Regions from separate parts of the Sus scrofa genome. Here all the other regions are linked to region 1. Evidence: chromatin contacts called from public promoter capture Hi-C data. All regions are on one chromosome and are shown on one strand. The core of a region is the stretch at or near the end of the contact, and the rest is flanking DNA. Distances in the headings are between cores, read along the strand shown.

Region 1 (3,110 bases), core at 196-2,695:
ACTAGTATCCATGAGGATGCAGGTTCGATCCCTGGCCTCACTTAAGGATCTGGCATTGACGTGAGCTGTGGTGTAGGTCGCAGACGTGGCTCAGATCTGGTGTTGCTGTGGCTTGTGGCGAAGGCTGGCAGCTACAGCTCTGATTTGACCCTTAGCCTGGGAACCTCCATATGCCGTGGGAACAGCCCTAAAAAGAGAAAAAGAAAATAAAAAGAAGGCCATCCTGTTTTACTTCTGATTTTAATCAGAATGCATTTGGTATTTCCTATCTATGCTCCACTGTCATTGATAGTTTGAAGTACCTTTTAAAAACCGTGTTCAGGGGAGTTCCCGTCGTGGCTCAGTGGTTAGAATCCGACTAGGAACCATGAGGTTGCAGGTTCGATCCCTGGCCTTGCTCAGTGGGTTAGGGATCCGGCCTTGCCGTGAGCTGTGGTGTAGGTTGCAGACGCCGCTGGGATCCCCGAGTTGCTGTGGCTGTAGCGTAGGCTGGTGGCTACAGCTCCGAATGGACCCCTAGCCTGGGAACCTTCATATGCCACGGAAGCGGCCCAAGAAATGGCAAAAAGACAAAAAAATAAAATAAAATAAAAACCGCGTTCAGAAAGTATCTTGTCATGGAAAGGATGAGAAGGGGGTATGCTTGCTGCTTGAGCAAGCGCACCGGTCGCTCAAACCCTTCCGTTGAGTCTGTTCTGACTCTTCATGAATTATGAATCATTATGCTTTTGCTTTAACAACAACTAATCTCAAGAATCAAGACACAAACTTTTATTTTTTCAAAAGACTCTATAAAGTTTCAAGAACGGATGCCAATATTTACTAATGCCCTTCCCAGCGAGGCCACCAGGCTGTTTCCCTGCCAACAGCGGCTGTTTCAGATCTCCGGGGGTCGAGTCAGCCCTGCGCTTCTTGGACGAAGGTCCCGCAGTCCCTGGATTACTGCGGACGTGGATTTGGTGGCATTTTAGGCGGGAGTCTGACGGCGTCCCGGAAGGTGGCCCCGGGCTGTGGGTCGGGGTCGGCGAGCGCGGGGGCACCGGGCCCCCGTCCCTGGGTGCTGCCTGCATCCCGGGAACTGCCCTTCCTGGAACTTCTCCCCCACAAACCCAAGGGCACAGCATCCTTGTTGGAACCTGGGGAGGCGCTGGTTCTTTGATAACTTTTCCCGTTTCTTCCCTGGTTCATTCCGAGCCGTTTTTGGCAGTTTGGTTGCATCTACTTGGTTTTGTTACAATGAGATCACGAGTCTTGTCCCCGCGGGCAGGTAGCTGCTCCGGGCGGGGACAGAGCAGCCCCCAGCGAGAGCTGGGAGCAGTGCCAAGGGGCCCGGGGCGGGGCCGCACCCCGACTCAGCTCCGCCCTGCGCCGCCGCCGCCGCGCACGCGCTCTGGCCCCGCGCCGGCGCGTGTTGAGCCCTCCCGCGCGCCGTCCTTACCCGGCCTGCCCCGCGCGGCGTTCCCGGAAGTGGGCTTCGCTCTGCCAGCAGCCGGGCCTCGAGTCCGAGCTTCCCGGGTCTGCGCCGTAGCGCAGGGCGGCGGGGCCGACGGGCAGGGCGGGCCGGCTGCCGCCATGGCCGGGACTCAGGACATGTTCGACGCCATCGTGATGGCAGATGAGAGGTGAGTGGCGGGGCTGGCTGGGATTCCCGCGCTTGGCGGGCCGCTCGCGGCCGCTCGGGCCTTGGGGGAGCGCAAAGTGGTCCTGAAGGCGGCTGGAGCGGGAGCCCGAGGTGCCCTTGATTTTCCTTTACGCATCGGCTTTTCGGGGGAGCGCCCAGCTGCTCCTCCAGACCCGCCTCCCCCGGCCCGGGGCTGCCCCACGCATCTGCTCGGCCTAATGAGTGCCTCCCTCCAGGGACGCCGGGGCCGCGGGTGGGACGGGCTTTGCCATCTGGGCGCTGCCCCTTTTCGCTTGTTGCTCAGGGGTCGGACATACGGCAGCATTCACAGACAAGCTGATAAATGTGTCAGGCGTCGTCCTTTCCCCCTTGGGCCGTGCCGGGGGGAGCCGGGGGTTGCTTTGTGCAGTCTTCCAGCGCCCGGCCCGCCAGAGACATCCGTAGATGTCAGTTGGGAGAGAGAGGGAACATCAGACAGTCGTCCGCTGACGTTTCCCTGGAGCTTGCTGTGAATGGGACAGGGAGCAGAGTATTGAACCCCTTTATCTATTTTAATTCTGCTTGTAAAGTAGATCTTATCCGTCATCCTGTCTTTCAGGGCAGGAGGCAAGGTCAACTCCCAGAGCCACACAACGGCAAGGGAGAGCTGTACACGCTCCTCCCTGGGGACTCCAACAAGCTCCTTTCCCTGGGGTGGCTGCATGTTCTGCTGGTGTCCGTTCCCCTGCTGAGCCCTCAAAGCCACAGCCTTTATTATACCACAGGCCCCACAGTCATGGTACGTCTCGTGGTGATCCGATGGCGTTTCTCCCAGCCAGTCTCCAGAGATGCGGCAGAAGGCCCTGTGATAGGTGGCAGAGTGCTTTGAAGCCCTTGACCCAGCACTCTAGCTCACCCACTCACAGAACTGGAGGCTGGCGACCTGGCTGCTGGCTCATCAGCTGAGAAATGTCAAAAAGTAGATTTCCTGGGCCTGACTCCAGACTTGCCCTGACTGGGGAGGCTCCTGGATTTGTATCTTTGGAATTTTCCTGTGTGTCTCTGGTGTTATGCCAGATTTGGGGCTCTCTGGCTTAGCCCCCCTTATAGAAGAGGTGAACTGGGCTTCGGGAGGTTCAGCGATTTGCCAGAGGAAAGACGGAGGGAGGGAGGGAGCAGGGCTTGGAACCTGAGTGAATTCTCTTCTCTTTCTGCTGTTCTGAGTCGGGTCTTGCTGGGTCTTGGGTTGTGGTGGAAGAGAAACGTTTTTCTGGGAAAAGTGCTCTTTTGATTATTTGCTCACACTTTTGCTCCTTCTCTGGGGCAGGTTTCACGGGGAAGGCTATCAGGAAGGCTACGAAGAAGGGAGTGGCTTGGGTCTAATCGAAGGAAGACAGCATGGCACGTTCCACGGAGCGAAAATCGGATCAGAGGTGAGTGTGGACGCCCCCCACTTAGAAAGGAATCCTTTTCTTTTTGTTTCCAGTTTACCTTGATGAGCAGTGTGACT
Region 2 (2,924 bases), core at 246-2,745, 520 kb after region 1:
GCACAGTACCCAGCCCCCAGCAGGTGCTCTGCAGTGTGAACAGGCCTCCCTGGGAGGCTCCGACCCACCATCCAGGGAGCTGCCGGGCAGCAAGGGACCACAGGAGGGCCCAGCAGAGGAGGGTCCTGGCCCGCACCTTTTTTTTTTTTTTTTTCTTTTTATGGCTGAACCTGTGGCATATGGACGTTCCCAGCCAGGGGTCAAATCAGAGCTGCAGCTGCCAGCCTACACCACAGCCACAGTGACACCAAATCCAAGCCATGTCTGTGATATACACCAGAGCTCACGGCAATGCCAGATCCTTAACCCACTGAGCGGGGCCAGGGATCAAACCTGCATCCTCATGGAGCCTAGTTGGGTGCTTAACCCTCTGAGGCACAACGGGAACTCCCTGGCCTGCACCTTTGTCAGGGGCATGGGACAGGATGGGAAACCACAGATTCCGCTTATGAGGCTCAAGGCAGTGGACCACTGAAAATAAATGTCCCTACTTTCTACTGGGAGGGGAGCAGGAGGGCACCTGATGGCTGGGTGGTGGCTGCTCAGAAGAACATAAGGACAGGAGTTCCCGTCATGGCTCCGTGGAAACAAATATGACTAGGATCCGTGAGGACGCAGGTTTGATCCCTGGCCTCACTCCGTGGGTTAAGGATCCAGCATTGCTATGAGCTATGGTGTAGGTCGCAGATGCAGCTTGGATCCTGCGTGGCTGTGGCTGTGGCTGTGCTGTAAGTCGGCAGCTACAGCTCCGATTGGACCTCTAGCCTGGGAACTTCCATATGCGGCGGGTGCAGCCCTAAAAAGACAAGAAAAAAAAAAAAAAAAAAAAAGAACATAAGGATGGAACAGGAGGGTCGGAAGTGCCAGGATGGTGTCTCGGTCTCCACGGGGCCGGCCACCTCCAAGTCGCCCTAAGCCTCGCTGAGGGAGGGAGGGAATGAATGACAACGATTCTAGGGTCACCAAGAACCTTCCCCCCCGGGGACCAGATCCTTACTCACTGCAGCTCCGCAAGTCATTATTTGCCCACCTGACAGATGAGGGATCCAGGCGGAGTCAGCCACGGTGAGAGGCAGCCCCAGTGTGGCCAGTGGGGCTCTCTCCCCGTCCCCGCAGGACCCAGCCTCCAGGCGGGAGGACCCTGGGTGGCCATGGGACACAGCAAACCCAGGCAAAGGATGGCTCTCCCGTTTACAAGCACCTCAAGTTAGTTTTGAAAGAAACCGATTTCCATACCAAATAAGGCGGTGGACTTCAGAGTCCGCTGCCCACTTCACACAATTCCTTTTAAGAGTCCAAACGCAATTACACTTGGAACTTGCCCGGATTGGCCTCCCCCTCTCCCCCCTGGCCTCCCCACGTAAACAAGCAGCCCAGCTGGGCCCCAGCTGGCCGGCCTGGAAGAAGGGGAGGGAGGGTCACACCGCTGCCTGCAGCCAGCCTCTCTCAGCCTTGGGCGTGGCCGTGAGCTTCAGCATCCTCCAGCTCCCCTCCCCTCCCTAAAAACGAAGGCCCCAGGAGCCCAGCTGCACCCTGCAGCGGAACAACCCCACCCGCATTGGATGTGGGGACATGGGGCTCCTCCAGGTGCAGGAGGCCAGCAGGAGGCCTGCAGCTCCAGGGCAGGTGCAGAGGCAGCTGATTTCTGGGTCCTGAAGATGCTCACCGAGGAACCCCCTCCAATCCGGGTACCATGCGTTCCGCAGGGAAAGCGCTGCTCAGAATTCCCTTGGGCTCCCCGGGCCATGAGAAAGTTGGTCCAGGGCAGGGAGGGCTTCCCTGCTCCCCCACCCAGGGGAAAGCCTCTCCCCACCATCCCCTGGCCCCTGCACCCCCCGCCCCAGGCTTTGGCTCCGTGCCCCAGGTCCCTGCAGGGGTGGGGGAGGCTGACTCATCCTCTTGCTGAGCGCACGCACCAGGCACCATGGCCCGCCAATTCCCCAGCGCTGTGATTTTCCACTTGCGCCATCTGATTGCTATTAGGGTTGGGGAAAGGGAATTCCTGGCTCCAGAAGCCCGCAGGGGGCCTGGGGTAGAAGGGGTACTGGGGTGCCGCCTGGGTGGCATGTCCATCCAGTTGTCCCCCCCCCCGCCTCTCCACCCCAGCCCTGGGGCCCTCAGCCTGTGGCCTCCCGGCTTCTCCTTACCAGAGCCCCTCAGTACATTTAAACAACCAGGTGGGGACACGCCCCTCCCAGGCCTGTGCCCCCGCCCCAAAAGAATGCCCAGCAGGGGCCGATGGAAGGCACTGGGCAGGTGGACAGCCTGGCGCCCTCTCCAGGCAGCCCTGCGGACCTGCAAATTCATAGCTGGACTCGGGCCACAGTGCTCGGGCCAGGGTGACATCACCAGGCAGAGAGCTGAGTTCCCAGTGGGGCTCTGGGGGGGCTCCCGAGTGGGGCATTCCTTCCCAAAGCCTCACCCCGGCTCAGCCCCTCCTCCTCCTCCCCCTCCCCGCCTCCTCCCCTGCCGGGCCTGGAATTGGGTTTGGGGCGGGTTACACTTCCAAAGCCACCTCCCCCGCAGGCAGGCAGATCTCTTCTCTGCTCTGAGTTCGTGTTTCCCGAGGCTCCGAGCCCTGGTGGTCAGCGACCAGAGGTGGGCATCAGGGGGAAATCCGCCCACGAAGCAGAGGCCCCCGAGGACCAGGCCAGCAGTTGCAGGTAGAGCACCATAGCGCCCAGGGCCCCCCGGGGGGGAAGGGGGGGTGGCAGGCCAGGACCCAGGGCTGCACGGTCAAGGCCAGGGCGGGGAAGGAGAAAGACGTGAGCACCTTGAGTCTGGCGGTCCCCAGAAATGACATGGCCCCAAGCAGGAGCCCTGAGACCCCAGAGCAGTGGTGTCACCACCAGAGAAGGACCTCCCGTATGCAGCACTTCCAGGGCCCCAGGAGTCCCAGGGACACGGGGCAGCTTTGCGAGTCC
Region 3 (3,392 bases), core at 361-2,860, 590 kb after region 1:
AGTGGGTACCATCCAAGGGAGCCTCCGAAAATGCAAATCTCTTTACCTCCCTGACCTGCTTAAGGGCCCGGAGGCCCATCCTCCGCACAAGAACAGAACAGGAGCTTCTCCGCAAGACGCTTCGCCATCTGAGCCCGTCCATCTTCCCGCGGCACTTACTCTGCACTCGTGACTGTCCTGAGCACTTGACTTTCAGGGCCCGGAACTCCCACCTCACTCTTCTGCTCTGCTGTGAGGACCACCTCATTTTGTGCATGAGACACCGAAAGCTGCAAAGTCACTCAGCCCAAACCGATGGAGCCGAGATCCTTCTGAGGCCGACAGGACTGCAAACACTCCTCACCCTCAAGACCAAAAAGCTCTAAAAGGAACCCTGTCCACTCGTGCGGTGCAAGGGTTGAGTTCGAAATCTGGAATCAGCCTGCCTGAACCTCAAATCCTGTCTCTTCCTGTGTTCCCCTGGGCAAATGACTCAACCCCTCTGTCTCAGTCTCCTTCGACAAAAAACGGGAATCACGGGAATCTACCGCGCGGAGTTGACATGAGGTTTCAAGTCCGTCCGGTGCTTTCACAGCCCTCGGTAAAGTTCCAGTCCTACAGAAACAAGCCCAGCTCTCTCACAGCTCCCTCCCTGGCCTGCAGGGCTGCCGGCTCTCCCCACATCTCTTGCAGGAATCTCCTCCCCTGCTTCCACTGTAACCCCTATTTTTCTGCAGGCCATGCTCAGAGACCACCTCCTCCAGGAAGCCGACCCCGAACTAAAGCTCCCCAGGGGCAGCTGTTCTTCCTCCCGCTCTCGATGCGCCCGTCCCCTGCACGCACAGCGCCAGCATGCGTCACGCTGGAAGGGAACTGTTTACGCTCCCATCTGCGCCTTCCGCTCATCCCCCGGCTCCAGGTGACCATACCAACGTCTCCATCTCGCTCTGGGCCTGGCACAGAACAGGCGCCAGCGTTTACAGAGAAGACAATTAAGGACGAGGGCTGAGAACACGCTGGGGAAGAAAGTGGGGAGAGAGGCCGGGCCTCCGAGGCAAAGTTCAGTGAGGGTGTCAGGTGGAGAACAAACGCTTCCTAAGGGTCCCCCAGACGGAACGGGCTGCCCCGGGAGGTGAAGAGGCCTCCACCCCGGAGGCGGCCGAGCCCCTTCGCAGCCGCGGTCGGGGTTCCAGGGATCCAGAGAGCAAATCCCGGCCAGGCCGAGCCTCCGGAGGCTCAGCCCGGGGTCGGAGCGAGGCGGGGATGGGGGAACCTACGGACCGACTCCGAGAAGCCCAGGCCGCGGCTGTACCTGCGCTCCTCGACCTCCGCGCTCCTCTCGAGCTCCAGCAGGTCCAACTGCTTGATCACGAAGCTCTCCACCGCCGCCGAGGCCATGGCGCCGCCCGGCCCGGGCCGAAGCCGACGAGGTACAGCTGTTGCGCGGGGCGGTGCTTCCGGTCGGGCCCGGTGCGTCGACGCACCAGGTTCGAGCCGCTTCCGCTTCCGCTCTCGGCCGAGGCTGCAGAAAGATGGCGGCGGCCGTGGCGGCCTCCGTCCTGCAGGGCACCTTCGGACGGCTGGTGTCTGCTTACAGCCGCAGCGTTCTGAGGACATCCAGGCCCGGGACAGGTGAGACTAGGGTTACAGGATGGCGGGAGGTGGCGGGAAGAGGCGGGACGAGCCCGGCGCCCCGCCGTCCCTCCTCACGTGTGTCTGTGTCCGACCCGATGCTTCTGTGTTGATTGCTTTTTTTGATGCAGTGACCATAGGCGGGCTTTGGAGTCGGGGACATCTGGGTTCAGATCCTGGTTCCTTTAGTTAGTAGCTTAAATACTGACGATAACTGTCCCATTTCCATACAGGCTCTGTTTTGTTGAGGGGAGCAAATTGAGCTCAGAGTGGTCAGGTAACTTACCCAGGGTCACACAGCAAGGGGGTGGCAGGCCGGAACCAGAAAGCTCGGTCCGGGTCCGAAGCCTGTGCTGTAACCATTACCCCCAGGCTGTGAACCACTCTGAACCTCTGTCCTCATCTGGAAAAAGGCGATACAAGCTCTTGCCTAATGGTAACCAATTCAGCACAAGCAACAGCTGAGTTTTAGGCGGTGGGTTGTCATGAAGCTCAAAAAGATAATGTTCATGAGAAACGCTATAGACCTCTGCCGCAGCCACTGCGGAAATGGTTGGAGTGTCTATTTATGTAAGGGAGTGATTAGGTATATTTTTTATCGGATCTATGTGTCTATTTGATAAATAATTGTTCCCATTTTTAGATGTGATAGGATGTTGTTGTTATGTCTTTGTCTTGTTTTATTTTGTTCTTTTTAGGGCCGTACCTGCGGCACATGGAGGTTCCCAGGCTAGGGGTTGAATCCGAGCTGCAGCTGCCGGCCTACACCACAGCCACAGCAACCTCTGATCCAAGCAGTATCTGCGACCTACACCGCAGCTCATGGCAACACCGGATCCTTAACCCTCTGAGTGAGGCCAGGGGTGGAACCGCAACCTCATGGTTCCTAGTCGGATTCGTTTCCACTGAGTCACGATGGGAACTCCAAGATTCAATTTTAAATAGGATGATTGGGGAAGTCCTCTCTACTGAGATGGTGTTTGAATGGAGACCCAAAAGAAATAGGGAATTAGTCTGGGGGATACCCAGGGTGGGGGCGTCCAGGGGAAGAGCAGTCAAGGCAGAGCCCCTTGTGCCTCGCATGTTCCGGGAGGAGCCAGAGCGGCAGGTGTGGTGTGAACCAGAGGGGCTGAGAGAGACAGAGGGGATCGCACTGCCCCCGCCCCACAGTCACCGCAAGGACTTTGGCTTTTTCTCTGAATGAAACAGGACGCTCTTGGAGAGTTTCGCTGAATAGTGGCACGATCTGGCCTCAGCCGTAACAGGATTGCTCTAGCTCCTGTGTGGAGAAGGGTGTTAGTCACGGTCCAGGTGAGAGGTGGTGGTGGCTTGGATCTGTTGAGGAGAGGCAAGCATTTGCTGATGGGTTGGCTGAAGGGTGTGAGAGAGAAGGGCCATAAGTGCCTGAGATTTGGGGCCTGAGCAACCAGAAGGATGCGTGGCCATTATGTGAGGTGGGGAGCGTGTGGGCATGGGGGTGGGATCAGGAGCCTTTGTTACGTTTTGTGGCACCAACTGGACGTGGCACTTGTCCCTCCAAGTCCGGGCAGCAGGTATGACTTGAGAGTCACCAGCATATCGGCGGTAATTGACTAGATGCAGTCACCAGAGGAATGGCCATGAGAAGAGGTGAGGTCCGAGGCCTAAACCGCAGGCAGACACGCCAGGTTAGGGCAGGAGGAGAAAGCAGCCCCAGGGGCCAGGAGTTGGGAACAGCTGCTGATGAGCCAGCTTTGAAAGGTGAATGTTGGATTCTGGCTCAGTGGAGACAAACCCAACTA

What was found. Promoter capture Hi-C pulls out the DNA fragments that hold promoters and counts their contacts.
Region 2: a contact with region 1 is called in a promoter capture Hi-C map of fetal skeletal muscle, with 4 times the contacts expected there. The contact joins the promoter of LOC110259229 here to the promoter of ORAOV1 in region 1. A contact is called at or near these places in 1 of 5 promoter capture datasets (fetal skeletal muscle) and 1 of 2 datasets of contacts at active chromatin or transcription factors (skeletal muscle).
Region 3: a contact with region 1 is called in a promoter capture Hi-C map of liver, with 6 times the contacts expected there. The contact joins the promoter of IGHMBP2 here to the promoter of ORAOV1 in region 1. A contact is called at or near these places in 3 of 5 promoter capture datasets (fetal skeletal muscle and liver) and 2 of 2 datasets of contacts at active chromatin or transcription factors (alveolar macrophages and skeletal muscle).

Annotation. Positions count from the first base shown.
Region 1 is chr2:3,606,160-3,609,269 of Sscrofa11.1, forward strand. It overlaps ORAOV1 (oral cancer-overexpressed protein 1), which reads left to right and starts at 1,446. Exons shown (of 5, transcript XM_021082685.1): 1 at 1,446-1,622; 2 at 2,928-3,033. The coding sequence starts at 1,573.
Region 2 is chr2:4,122,291-4,125,214 of Sscrofa11.1, forward strand. It overlaps LOC110259229 (mas-related G-protein coupled receptor member F), which reads left to right and starts at 1,496. Exons shown (of 4, transcript XM_021082691.1): 1 at 1,496-1,688; 2 at 2,527-2,663. LOC110259230 (a long non-coding RNA gene) reads right to left here and starts at 1,229. Exons shown (of 3, transcript XR_002341415.1): 1 at 1,031-1,229.
Region 3 is chr2:4,193,089-4,196,480 of Sscrofa11.1, forward strand. IGHMBP2 (DNA-binding protein SMUBP-2) reads right to left here and starts at 1,611. Exons shown (of 19, transcript XM_021082692.1): 1 at 1,292-1,611. The coding sequence starts at 1,596.